2 separate regions of the Neogale vison genome follow, and region 2 is linked to region 1. Evidence: chromatin contacts called from public Hi-C data. All regions are on one chromosome and are shown on one strand. Each heading gives the region's core, a stretch centred on a gene start, on an enhancer-like site or on the middle of the called end of the contact. The rest is flanking DNA. Distances are from core to core; before and after follow the strand shown.

The links. Hi-C and Micro-C count contacts between places; a contact is called where the count stands out from the background.
Region 2: a contact with region 1 is called in a Hi-C map of fibroblasts, with 3 times the contacts expected there. The contact joins the promoter of BHLHE41 here to the enhancer-like site in region 1. A contact is called at or near these places in 2 of 3 Hi-C or Micro-C datasets (fibroblasts and muscle).

What each region holds. Positions count from the first base shown.
Region 1 is chr12:68,636,139-68,643,321 of ASM_NN_V1, reverse strand. No RefSeq gene overlaps it. Among named protein-coding and RNA genes, the nearest start is that of SSPN, 62 kb to the left of the region's middle. Within about 2 kb of position 3,276, the one cell type or tissue checked has open chromatin away from gene starts, as enhancers often do. A contact at or near this core is called in fibroblasts, where this site is marked.
Region 2 is chr12:68,774,854-68,782,036 of ASM_NN_V1, reverse strand. It overlaps BHLHE41 (class E basic helix-loop-helix protein 41), which reads right to left and starts at 4,757. Exons shown (of 5, transcript XM_044228115.1): 1 at 4,381-4,757; 2 at 4,177-4,240; 3 at 3,746-3,853; 4 at 3,309-3,420; 5 at 1-2,838. The coding sequence starts at 4,442. The coding sequence ends at 1,718.

The DNA.
Region 1 (7,183 bases), core at 2,027-4,526:
AATAAAAGTACATTGTTAAATGAAAAATGCGTGTAATTCCTTTGAAAAGTTTTGCAAGACTTAATATCATTAGATTCACATTAGAAAAATAATTCATCAAAGCACTTGTCCAATTTTTTCCCTATAGAAATAAGACATAAGTCCAGGCCCTTGGCAAGAATCAAGGAGGTAGGGTGAGGAGAGACACCCTTTCTTAGAAAGGGGGAAAGAGGCTTCCTATAGGAGATAAGGAGTTGTTCTAGGCCAATAAGTGTTACAATTATGGGGACCTTCTCTGTGTCTATCAAATCTAATTATGTGTTGTTTAATGAATATCCCTTTTCAAATTAATATCTACTGAACAGGAACATACTCACTTGTTCTCTCTTCTACTATTAAGGCCAATGAATTTCTATAGAATTTTTTTTTTTTTTCAAAAAATGCATTGGACCACCCATAGGGTGGCAAGAGAATGCTATCTGTAAGGTACATAGACCCTTAAGCTCGAGTTAGAATCCTAGTTCTATCACACCTCAACTTTGTGATCCTGGGTAAGTATCTGATCCTCACTAGGACAATTTATTTTTCTATAAATATGGGGCATGAACAAAGGTTGTTGTAAAATTAAATGAAGTAACGTATCACAGTAAATGTGCAGCACAGCGTCTGGCTCATCGAAAGATTCATTATGATATGTATGTTGCTAGACACTTAGACAGGATCCTCCCTTGTACCTGAAGAAACATCCAGAGCTCTCTCTCAGGATTTCTGTTCATTCTCAACCCAAAGACCTGAATGCCACTGAACAGAGACTGAACTCTGTGGGCCTAATGAAGTCAACCTAACAAAAATGTGAGAATTTCCTAAGCAGGTGGGTTTCAGAGCACTGCCACCATGAGTTCCTTCTCATCCTGGCTTGGGCCTGGGCAGTGAGTGGGTGTGCTGGGTATCAGGCTGGAAGCTGGATTTAATGATACCCTCCAACACTGCATCCTTTGCTGATATAGCTACTCGACTCCTGCAACTGTTTTGCTGTTGGTGTGTATCTTCTTCTATGTTACAGTTGAAAATGAGGAGAGCAGGAAGAATTGTGGGGGTCACACACACACACTCCCCAAGTGCTTAGGGAGACAGAGAGCCAGAGTTCTGTGTTCTGCCAAAATCCTGTCCTTCTGTGACCGCTGTGTATCAATCAGCCCAGATTCCAGACACACTGGTGGATGGAAAAGATTAGGGCTCCTGAGCAGCCCCACCAGACAAAGTCCCAGCTGATAACTGGGATTGTTAACCATTAACTTAACCAGGTGGAAAGGAGTCAAGTCTGTTCTTGATTTACAGGCGGCAGCCATGGGGCCATATGTCTTGTGCAACCAGCTGCGGCATGGGGGCCACTCCCATGCTTGTCACCTTGCCCTTCTCTTTCTTGGCCGACGACTGCTTACGCTTCGTTCCAGATCTCCAGAAGCTGGGCCAGGGCTCTTGGTGCAACTCACAGGTTATGCTGTGCAAGGGTTTTCCATGTCTTTATTTAGCCAGGGAGACTTCTTCTCCTGTCAAAATCTCACACCAAAGTCCAATATTTAAATCCTTCCAGTTATCTCTGGAAGCATTTGGCATGAAGTAGAAAGTAGATGATCCAAAGCTGGTCAAATCTATGTACCCCTCCCAAATCTATAACACACACACACACAGATACACACACTCTCCTTGAAGCACCTCTTAAGAAATCCTAGCTCTCTAAGCAAAGTCAGCTTGATAATCTTATCCTTTCATTTTGTAGATGACAAAACGGGTCTAAATCTGCCCTGTCCAATATGGTAACTGCTGGTCCCAGGTGGCCAGGGAGTATTTGAAATAGCTAGTCTGAACTAAAGTGGGCTGTAAGGACAAAACACGCACAAAATTCCAAAGACTTGGTATTAAAAAAAAAAAAAAGCATGTAAAGTATCTCACTAATACAGTTTTTTATTGATGATGGGTTGAAATGATAATATGTTAGTCTCGTTTCAATGAAATATATCATTAAAATGAATCCCACCGGTTTCACGTCACCTTTATAATATGACCACTAGAAAATTCAAAATTATACAACTGGCTCACATTCTAATTCTGTTGGACAACTTTGGTCTAGATCATCCTGATAAATGCATTGTTCGAGGCCACCCAAGCAGTGGAGGCAGGTCAGTGTTCACGGCTCCTGACCTGATGCCTCATCCCACCATCCTCCCATGACTCATTCACATGGAGACATGACTGACAGATAACAGCGTAAAGTGTCATCTGGGCACTGGGCAGTGTCATCGAATGGGATGGGTGTGGAGAAAGAGCTTGCAGGTGAGGGTAAGGGCAAAGATGGGGTGGTATTAGGCCCTTGGATGGCCTCCCCAATCACCTATGTTTGTTTGGCAGAGGAAATTTGCCTAGGGAAAGAGAACTGACTTAGAAATAGAAAAACACAAGTCTTAGACCCGTTGGTGTTTACCCTCTCTCCTTAAACATGTCTCCAACCTTCCTGGGTCTTCTGTTCCTTATCTTAAAGGTAAGAGAGTCAATTGACAAGTGCCCATATCCCTCTTTCATCTCTAAATTCTGTGATTTACAGCTTGTGCATTCACGACGTGCTTCCCCGACAGCAAATACTATTTCATGACGTGTTCCTCCGTCCACTTCTTTTCCTTGTTCAGATTTCACGCCCAAAAGCTTTGAAAAAGAGTAATTGGGTTGGGTAGGGATGATTACTTCAAAGACAACTCCGACTCACTTCCTTTTGTCCTTGACCTTGGAAGCAATAAAAGATTAGTGACAGGCTCTTACCTGCGGCCGGTCAAGGAGGAGGAAGAGGGTAAAGAATGGATGAAGGGGAGAGAGGGTGAAAGGAGAGAAGAAGGTGAAGAATAAAAGGAGATGAGTTCTAGAAATATGTAGCTAGTGGGATGATTAATCTTCTATCCAGACTCCTTGACCTATGAACTCCTGCCAAGCAGGGACTCTATCCTATTTTTTTGGAGAGGGTCTTGTCCTCAACAGTACCCATGCACACTGCTCCTCAGTGACCATCCTTTCATTTGGTTCGGCGGGTTCTTTATACTCCCGCCGTCTACGGCTGGCCTGTTCACAGCAGGCATGACAATGAAGGCAGGTGAAACACAGAGGCACAGAAAACAGAAGTCAATTTAAACAACAAATTTATTAAAATTTTACTCTCCTTAAGAAGTCCTATGAAGCAGAAAACACCCAGACATTGTTTTAAGTCAGGGAGTTTCCAGCTTTGCAACTGAACTCCCTGGCAGAGGGCCAGGCTTGCCGTCAGCGCGTGGGAGAGAGCGGCATTCTCAGGGCTGTGCTGGAAGTTCCAAGTTTATGAGGCATGTATGTTAGGATTTAGTGGTTACCTATGGGTTTAGGGTTTAATTTTTTTCTCTAAAATACACTTCATCTCTGAACGGCAGCACATGCTAAGATGTTCTTCCTGCTCTGTGTTCTTCTTGAGGCCACTCTAGATTTTGTCTCAGGTGAGACAAAGCTTCTGTCAGACCCCACCCATGCCTGACCGCCTTGCGAGTAGCACGAGGACAAGTAGCTCCAAGGACCTGTCCTGAGTCACTGGCTCACAGTGCCCTATTGTCCTCTTCTTCATGTGGGTGTTCTAGAAGGGACAAGGAACTGCTGCAAGTTTAAAGGACAGCTCAAACTCCAACTTGCCTGCCCACACCAGGAACGTTAACAGTTGAGGTTAGCTTTGCCAGGAACCAAAGAACATTTAATTAAAATAGACTTTTACAAAAGAAAGGAAGGAAGAAAGAAGGCAAAACTAGATGGTTCAGCTAAAATGTCAGATCTCTGGAAGGTTAGAAAAGATAAAATGGAAGCAATTAATACAGTGGGAGTGGGGGTGGTACAATGCAGTCCTGATTCCTTTAGGGGTATTACCCTGCCGATGCCGGTGTCCGTACTTGCCTCACTCAGGACACAGAACATGAAGCCAAGCTCTACCAAAGCTAACAGCCAACTATCTAGTCTTGTGTCTGAGGCAGGTTTCCTTCCTCAAGGGTCCACTGAGATCTTCTCAGTCAAAACCTCAAATTAGTTTCCCTTGATATACTCGAGGTATATGGATAAACCCCTCCTTTGGCAGTTTCTTAACTGATCACAGGGGCTTCCGGAGGCTTGGCCAGGCTCCAGGTAAATGGGGTTGTAAACTGGAGCTCAGGGGAAATGCCCTGTAGGTTGAGCACAGTCTGTTCAGACAGTGCCGGTTAAAATGTCTTGACCTAGAAAGCCCACGTAACTATATTTACTTAGCAGGGCCTTGGAAGACTCTTTTGCTTCTCCTCATCAGGGCTATGAGCCTTGGTATTTTTCTCAAAGATCCCAGGAAGCTGGTTTCCATAGCTCCATTCACACTCAAGGGCTATAATGGGGAAAGGGAGACTTCTTTCTCTGCACGTCCTAGCTTGTCTTCTGGGAACTATGTAGGAAAGGTCAGGCTTTGAGCTGCTCAGAAAAGTCAAAGTCTCCACCTTTAGGGGGTTTGCAGGGTCACCATGTGGCAGTCTGCTAGGGCTACCACAACGAACTGCCACAGGCTGGACGGCTTAAACAACAGAAATGTATGTCTCCCAGGTCTGTAGGCTGGAAGTCCAAGATCAGGGTGTCAACGGTGTTAGTTTCTTCTGAGGCCTCTCTCCTTGGCCTACAGATCTCTGTCTTTTCCCTGTGTCTCACTTGGTCTTCCTTCTGCCTGTGTCTGTGTCCTAATCATCCGTTCTTGCAAGAACTCTCTTTAAAGACTCTCTCACCAAGCATAGTCACGTTCTGTGATACTAGAGGCTAGGACTGCAATACACAAATTTTGGAGGGGGACATAATTCAACCTATAATATCATGTCTCTGACTGAGAAGGCTGAGAACGTCAAGGAAATTCCCCATTCATGGCGGTGTATCACATTTAGATAACTCAATGACATCATTCCATCTCCGTTTCTTACCCAAATGCCCCAAATTTACTGGCCTTCCTAAGCTCCTTAGGCCAGTCTCCTCAGTATCTAATGTCTCAGTGATGTCGGGGATATTGCCTAGAATGTTCCTCATGAGCACCACAGCATTGCCATGCTGGTGGCTGATATGCTCCCGCCCCACCCCCCATCCTCCTCTACAAGCCCCTCCCAACTTAGCCTAGATGGACAGCAAGGCCCCGTGAAGGAGGGCTGTGTTCTTGCCTAAGGATCCAGGTAAACACACACCGCAAATCCCCCAGGGGTGGCATTAAAAAAGATAGCCTTCTCCTCATCAGCTTGTGCTTCCTGTGGTGTTTATAAGCAGGCCTTCTCTGTGTGAAGCAGATCCCAGAAATGGATTTTCAGAATTTGTTTTGCTTCCTACCACTACTCAAAAGTAATTCCCTGGCAAGGCAGGCTAGGAAAGAAGACAGGATTACCGAGCCCACAGATGATCTCGCCTAACCCCTCTGTTTCTTTCGAAGAGCAATTTAAAATCACTTCTCTCCCCGAACCAGATAAACAAATGTCTCCTTTCCTCTGGGCTCTGCAATTCAACTCTATTTTCTGTGATCACAGTGCTGAGCTTATTACACAAAACAGCCTTTGCGAATCCTCCCTCTCCCTAAGATGATGATTCCTGGGTGGTCCTTCTTGGGTGGGTCCCTGAGCACCCAAGCCCCGTGCCATGTTTCCTCTTCTGCTTGGTGTGCCGGGGGAGAGTTAGCCTCCAGAAGCTCAGCTCCAGCTCGTCGAGAGATAAGATCAGAAACACCGAAGAAGGGCAGTGTTTTAACAAGGCAGAAAATACAAGCTACTCCAAACCTCAGGCCTACTGTGCAAGAAACAAGCCCTGCAGCACACCCAGGCTTTGGGGGCCCTCTCCCGGAGAGGCTTCTCCCCTCATAAAGATTGGTATCGTGGGGTGAAGAAAGAGTCATGTCACTCCCAGCAGGATTTCTAGTCAGAAAGGCTTCGCTTTCAATTACCCAAGAGCAGCTGTAGGCTGCTGCTTATGTAACGGGCTCTGTGCCTCCCTGGGAGGAGGATGTGGAACCATTTGGTGTTTGCTGAATAATGAGTCATGGTCAGATTTAGGGAGTAGAAACAGTGAATTTCTCCCCTGCATTGCTTCATCCGGAACTTCTAGTAAAGAGTGATAAGCACTGAGTCAGTGCCCGGCGTGGGGGTGGGGGCTGGCCTGGGAAGGGAAAGCACCTCTGAAATACAGGCCCCCAGAGCGCTCACGTGTTGAGCTGCTGAAGAGGACTTGAGGGGCACTCGAAGCTTTGCTGGGCAATCTCTGAGGAGATTCACTGTTTACTGAGGCCCATGGCTGACCTGACAGGGATTTTCCTATCTTGGGCAGTTGCAGCCTTTTTCCAGGCCCCAGTCAGGATCTGGGAGTGCCGGGGTAAAGACGGGAGCCTCAGAATGACCAGAGCTTCCTCCAAACCTCATTTTAATTCTCAGAAATGAAAAGAGTCTGAGCAGTGGCAGGAGGTGGGGGTGGGCTAGGGAGGCAGCACATAGTTGTATCAACTGAGAAGCTAAAAGGATCGGTTTCAGCCAGAAATAAAAATTAAAATATTCTATTTTTCATCACATTCTGAGCTAAACAAAATCCCAAGAAAACAAAATTAAGCCCTGCGTGAAAATGGACCAGAAATTATTGGTCCCTCTTCACAAGAAGAGAATTATTTGTCCCTCTCCTAAGAAATCCAGTCAAAGTTTACAGACTTTTCACATCAGCAAATAATTTCTTGTAACTTCCTTCCCACCCCCCACCCCGCCCCGTGATGCTTTTCAACATGTGTGGCAAAAAGTCACAGCCACCATTGTCCCTCTTTAGCAAGTCACCACCCAAATAAATCTGTGTGAGAATGCAGGGGTCTCTTACAGAGCTGGTGGTTCTGCCTGATGTTACGGTAAAGGGTACTGCAAGAACGTCAAAGCAGTTTGCTTGACCAGCCACGGAGGGAACATTTTCTTCAGGGTACAGAGCCTCAGGAGGCTGAGAGCTCTGCTTATGAGAAGCAGCATCTAGAGGTCAAGGTCAGACTGCCTGGCTTTGAATCCCAGTTTGACTACCTACCACCAGCTCCATGACTTTGACATACAATTAGCTTCTCTCCTTGATTCCTTCATCTGTAAAATGGAGGCTCTGAGAATCTCTACCTCGCCGGGGGCGGGTACAAGCTCTGAGG
Region 2 (7,183 bases), core at 3,508-6,007, 140 kb before region 1:
AGTTTTTATTCCTTAGTAAGAATTTTAAAATCACAAAATAGTGTGGCAATATTTAGGTAATAGAATTTACGGAGTGCTGAAAATACTAGAATATAAAGATAATTTCTAGTTTATCTTCACATACTAAAATTTTCTAAACCAGCTGGTTTCTTGCAGACGGTATTTATTTTTTTTTAATAATTTAAGACAGCATAAGCTTGTACCAAGCATAAGCATTGTAACAAAAGTGCAACTTTTCAGCAAATCCTCCCCAAAAGGTATTTTAACTCAAAATATCATTAGCACATAGTTTCTCCCTACAAAAATAGCATGTCAGACATCATTAATTGGATGTATTAACAACTATGTACATAAGAGCCACCTTGTAGGCTAAGAGTTTAACGTTGTTTAAACACAGCGTTTGAGGCAAACAGTAGCAACAGCAGCAGCAAATGCACCAAACTGACTAAAAGACCCAGATATTTTCTTCACTTATAGTCAGACTGTTGTGTCTCACCCCTTACATAACATTCAAGTGAGATTTCTCACAGTGCTACCTTGGCAACAAACTAAAAATATCTAGACAAGGTCTTGGTTTAAGCCTTATTAAAAAAGCTTTCTTTGTGATTATCTGGTATCTGGTTTGGTCTCCAGAAAATACATAGACTTGGAGATAGGAAGGCCTCCCAAGGCTTCATTCCACATCTTTACAGCATTTCCAATCAAAACTGACCAGTTTAATGCTTTCCTCCACTTTTGCTATTTAACAGAAAATAGGAGAAATCATTTTGGATTTGTTTTTAAGTTCAGTGCACATTCCTTTTTTTTTTTTTTTTACAGCAAGATTATAACAACTTAAAACATGGTGAATTAAATAATGACAAGGTGGGAATAGATGCACTATATATATATATATATACATATATGTATATGTATATATATATGAAATAATGAAATTAAGACACGTCAATTAATTCACGGTTAATTTCTCCATAAAGTGCTAGTAAATGTACCAGGAATGATTCTGGCCTTCCTCATCCATCTCCTTCCCTGACTCAGTTCTGCCAACAGCCCAACTCTGAGTCTCTTTAAACAAGAGCAAGTTACTAAGGGATACCATTCAAACCACTTCAGAAGAGGTTGCAACGTAAGTGACTGGATCCTCACTTCTTCCTCTTTGAAAAATATATGCCTTTTAAAAAGCTGAACATTATAAAATACTGAAGAGTAAATTCAATTCTGAAAGATCCTCTTTCTGCCCGTGGAACGCCTCCTGAAGCAGGTGGGAGAGTTATGCGTGCGGGCTGATAGGAACTACCCACTGGCTTTTGGAGGTCAACTCCTGGGCCCCAGTTCCCCTACCCTGGTTCCGTCAGCTCCCCCACGGAGCAGACCCTTCTCCCTCCGGAAATAGGTTCTGCATTTTAAAAATATAATGGAACATGGCCTAAAGAAAGGCAAAACTGATTTGGGCGAATTCTTTAAAGAAAGTATCAATATTGCAGAGGTTCTTTTATAGCTGGTGAGGGAAGAAAGGGCCGTTAGTGTGCGGAGGGTGGGGTGGTGAGGGGTGAGCAAAACAGGAACTCCGAATGTACACAAAACACCTGTGTTGTTGTTTTAAAAGCCCGTCGTGCATCTATTACACTTCCTCCCTTAAAAACGTTAAGGGTGTTTTACTTATTAATATTATTATTCCGCGACAACCCTCGTCCTGTCTAAGAAAGGGGGCGAGGATTCAGTGGGTTTCCTTTCCTGGCTGCGAGGGATCTTCCTGAGCGGAGCTCTCCGGGTTCCCGGGCTCGCGGGCGCCGGCGAAGGACAGGTGGGTGCGGCCATGCGAGTGCGGGGGGTGCAGCGCCCCAGGGGGCGCCACCTCGTGCGGTAAGAGGGTCGCGGCGGCGGCGCCGGCTTTCTCCGGAGGGGGCGACAACACCGACGACAGGCAGGGGAAGGCGGCGGCGGCGGCTGCGGCGGCGGCTGCGGCGGCGGCGGCCGCGGGCGCGGGGATGCCGGGGTACAGCAGTGGGAACGGGGCGGCGGCGGCCGCCGGGTACAGGTACTTCTCCAGGCCACTCTTGTCCAGGAAGGGCTGCACGTAGGCGGCCGCCGCAGAAGGCGAGAGGAAGTAGAAGGGCAGGCAGAAGGGGGCCGCGGCGGCCGCGGCGGCGGCGGGCTGCGCGAAGGGCGCGCCCCCGCCTCCGCCGAACGCCACCAGCGAGCTGAGCAGGGCGGCGTCGGGTCTCAGCAGTGCTGCGGCGGCGGCCGGGTCGGGCCCCAGGAGCGCGGCCGCCGCTGCCGCCGCGCCGCCCCCCAGGCCGCCGCCGCCGCCGCCGCCAACGCGAGAATCCAGCTTCATCCTCTTGGGCGCCGGCGAGTCCTCTCCGGGGGGCTCCTGCTTGATGGTGACGCGGCCCGCCCCGGAGCCCTTGCCCTTCTCGCGGTCCGGCCTCGCCTCGGCCTCGCCGCCGTAGCCGCTGTCGGTGTCCGTGTCGTTCTCGGCGGCGAGCTCGGCGCTAGGCTGAGTCCGCTGGATGACCGGCACGCAGTGGGCGAGGGGCTCAAGCTTCTGCCCCCCGCGCTCCAGGCAGGGGGCGGCCGCGGACCCTGCGGGGGCGGCGACCGAGGGCGCGCCGGAGCCTTTGCTCAGAGGAACCTGTTGAGTCAACAGCTGGGGGGTGGGCAAGAACTGGGTGGCCACGGCGTGCAAGTGGTTGATCAGCTGGACACACCGCTGCTCCCTAGGCGTCCAGCTCTCAAACCGGGAGAGGTATTGCAAGACTTCTTTGGCGCATGTTTGAAATCCCGAGTGGAACGCATCCAAGTCGGACTGAATGGGCGATTTCAGAGATCGCTCCCCTAGGACGAGGAAGGGGGTGGGGGTGGGGCAGAGGAATGGAGGCAACAAGAAAAATACCGACGTTAAAACATCTGCTTATCACGTGGGCCCTACATTGACTAAAGGGATCTCGGTTTTTCCTCTGTATTCGGGTGATATAATCCACCGGTTGCCGAGGGGCGGGGTGGGGGGTGGGGTGGGGTGGCGGGGGTGGGAAGCAGGGGGGCGCTCTACTCCCAACTGAAAAGCCAAAGTGGAGAGCGCAACCGCCACTTTAAATAAAAATCTGATTCCTCTGAGTTCGGCTGAAAGCCTCCAGGATGCTTCGGGAAATGGGCACTTTCCAACGAAGGGAAAGTATAAGCAATTTAACAAATGAGAGTGAGCCCGTGGGCCCGAGGAAGGAGGGGGTGGGGAGAGTCCTAAACACTGCCCCTCTGTGGGCTGCCTGGGTTCATCAGGGGGAGCTGGCCTCCTTGAACTGACTTACCATTCTGTAAAGCAATTATCTTCTGATGCTGCTGTTCGGTTAAGGCTGTTAAAGCTTTTAAGTGTTTTAAAGTTAATTCCAAGACTACCGCTTTCTCCAGATGCCCCAGAGTCTGCAATGGTGCAAAAGAGAAGGGGGCACTTGGTTACTAAAAACACATATTTGGCTTGATTGGCTCTCCACTCAGCACAGCAACTTAAGCAAAGACTCGGAAAGAAGTAACTATTCCTATACTTCTTGAGCTTTCCAGAAGACGGGTTATACATACTTCTTGCCTTCAGTTGTGAGCACCTACTCTTGAGTTTGTGGGAAACTCTACACTACAGCACAAGTAGTAAGGCTTATGCTATTTACATTTATTCTTATATCTCTGGGAGTAGTACCAAGCTATTAACACACCCTTGGAGAGCAGCAAAGAATGAAAATGTGCATCTTACTGTCAACTTCAGATGTTCAGGCAGTAAATCTTTCAGCTGAGCAATGCATTCATTAATTCGATCTCTTCTTTTCTTTTCTATTAATCTGTGCGGTAATTTGTAGGTATCCTTAATATACGACAATCATGGAAGAAAGACAACAATAAGCTACACATTTATTGGATAAGACAATAAGCCCCCCCAACACCCCCCCATATTATGTGATAAACTATGCCCAAGAAACCCTTTGCTCTGGACTGTTCCGAAATGCAATTTGAATTCAGGTGTGATGTTTAATCTCCCCCTGAGAGTATCCAGCAAACCACTTAAAATTCACAGTTGGGGAACCTCAAGGGCTGGAATATATTTGCGGGCAGAGCTTCGCTGTGAAATCAATGGCCCTAATTAACTATCCAGGCAGGTTATGGGGAACATCGGAAACTTACACTTACCTTGCTATCGTCTCGCTTCATGCTTCTTTTGGGCTTACACATATACAAAGAGGAATAGTCCAGTCTGCAAAACAGAAATCAGCATCAGGCACCCATTCGGGGAGGGGCACTGTCCTTGCCCGATCCATACCACTTTCTGGAGAAGAAAAAAAAAAAATCAAACTGAAGCCTAGACAGATATACGCAAGGGTGCGTGCACCTTACCCTATAAAATCTCTATGTTCCAGTAACTGTCTCTCTTGCAAATGAGGAATTCCTTCGTCCATGTTCAACCGCTGTCCGCTTCCTCTGTTTCGATTTTTGGGGTTCTGTTCTATAATCTGTGGGACGATAGCTTTGGGAGATCTTGGGGGGATCTGTGCGTCTCCAGTCTCTCTCTCTCCCTTCTTCAGTGCAGTGTTGAAAGTGTGAAGCAGTTGGTTCCCCCCCTCCCACCGCGCTCGCTCTCTCGCACACACGCACACACACGCACGCACACTCGCGCCGTCCCCACTGCGCTGGTAGTTTGCTCTCACTCCGGGCAGTGTTTGGCCACAGGGCACGCGCGTCGCCGGCCAGACCAGCACCCAGCTCACGTGCGGAACGTACCATCCGCGGTCCAGCCCGGAGGGGGGCGGGGGAGGAGGGGCCGGGCCAGGAGTGGGTGTCGGGAGCAGGCTACGAGGGAAGGCGAGAGGCAGGAGGGGGCGGGGACACCTGATCAGGGCCACCGGAAAGGAAAAACAACTTCGGCCAAGCTATTCATCTTCCCAAAGGCGTTGCAGTCAGCTGGGGGAGGGGGTGGAGGCGCCGGGGGGTGCGGGGCAGCCAGGGCTTCCTCGGCTCGGAAATGCTACTCCCTCAGTTCGTCCGTCATTACGGTGCAGGAACGTGAACGTGGCTTTTTGCTTCGCCACCGACTGCACTGGTGGTTTGGACCAGATAAAGGAAAGAGAATTCACGGTGGGTAAACTTCAGTCCCAAAAGAAAATTTGGAGACTTGTTTGCTCACCGCTCAGTGGCCTGGGGGGACCCCTTGGCCCTGGTTGGAGGTTGCCCCCTAACGGGGCAACTTGAAATCCGTTCCCTGAAAGATTTAAAATAAATGAAAATGTAGTCACTGAGTCAGAACGTCGCAATCCAAGTGTCTTTCGGCGACACGGTGTCCCTGGGCCACCCAAACTTCCCGCAGCAGCCGGAATTGCGGTGCCACTAATCACAGAAGCAGATGACGACGTTTGGGGCCTTTGGTGCTCCCAGAGGAACGCGGCGGGAGGGAGGGGGGAGGTGGGGGGGAACAAGAGGGGCTACCGCGGAAAAGCAATGCAGCATTATCACTCGCCGGCTAAACTCCGTCGCCCCTCATCGCCTCGGGTGGTGCTGCGTGGTCTCCCACCCCCACCAGTACCCCCTCCCGCCGTGTGATAAGCGACGCCGGAGTGTGCAGAGCCCACGTTTACTACCGCCGGCACCTCCAAAGCCTCCCTCCTTAATCCTGTCTCCAACGGGTACCAGCACAGGGCCAGCAACGTGATCCGACCTGCCGCTGCTGCCACATCACTGCGCGGGGAACCCGTGCGCGCGCGCGCGCTCGCTCGCCCTGTGGCCGCGGCGCCCGGCGCGGGGAAGCACAAGCCAGCACGAGCCGGGTTACCTCTCCCCAGAGCCATCCCGGGAGCATGACTCACTGCTAGCGAGAGTTACAAGAGGTGCCGGGAGATGCGCACTGCCCACGCCGCCCGGCGCAGCGGGCGATTAGGGGCTTGGGGGGCCGGGGGAAAGCTCGTCCTGCGGGACTCCCCGGGCTCCCGCCCCGCTGCTGCCGCTACTCGGCTCTGCTGGGGGCGGAAAGGAGAGAATATATGTTGATTTCTCTTATATAAGTAGATAGAAAAATCGCAGTTCTTTCCATCCTGCAGCAAGAGTAAGGTTCACATTCTCCTGGGTTATCCCCGAAACCTTCATGATTGCCAGCGGCTCAAGAACCAAGGGGAGAAGTACGCCGAATAAACGCGCACAGGGGCGCAGCGGGGGCTGGGACCGTCACTACGCATACCCCCCCCCGTACCGCCCCCTCCCCAACTGGTCCTCCCCGCAAAGCACGGGTTCCGGGGACGGATCTGGGTCGCGGGAAGCGGTGGCTGGGAGGAGGTCACGTGTCTGCGGGAGTCGCGTCTCCTCCTAGCCTCCAGGAGCCGCCCGGCGGTGGTGGCGGCGCGCGCTGCTGCAGTCTCCCGAGTCCTGGGCGGAGACGCGCCGCGTCTGGCTTCGTGACTCCCGCTGCGGCGGCGGCGGCGGCGGCCCAAGCTCACCCGGGCAAGAGGAGACGCTCGCGGTCCGTCCACTTCGTCTCGGGAGAGGGCCCTTGAAGGTCTCTCGACTTCCTCAAATATGGGGACGGAGTTTGCAACAAACAGGCAGTTTAATAAGGATAATACTTAGAAGAAGTGATTTTTAAATACTGGTTTTATTTTAACCTCGATTCAACCTCTTTTTTGTTTCCAAGTCATTGGGTGGTTAATTCTCTTTAGTGGGGAGGGCAATTTGATGCCCTCCTAGCGGCATGTGCCTGCAGTACTGTCCGCTTGTTCTAAATTGACCCAAAAAGAGGGGAGGGGAGGAGGATACCTTTAAGGTGAAACCTCCCTTTATAGGTTTGTGAATTTCGAAGTAAGAAAAGGCTAGATAGAATATTTAGTGAAAATAAGGTCTGGATCACTTCATCTTGGCCTTGTCGGTAGAGCAGACAAGACACAAGGCAGACAGACTAGGGCCAGTTATGGGGCCTGATTCTGGCGCGGACTCTAAAACAGTTCAGAAGAGGAGGAAAAGGCAATGAAGACTAGTGAATCATGGGTGTGTTATTGGATGTACACTTACCGTCATTGGGAGACAGAGAGGCCTGTTGCTGCAAATTAATCCTTTTGTGTTACTACTTGGATCTCATCCTGTCCCAAGCTTTCTCACCATGCCCAATATTTTTGTTTTCTCTTCCACTCCTTTCTTTTTCAGATGCCCAGCCCAAACT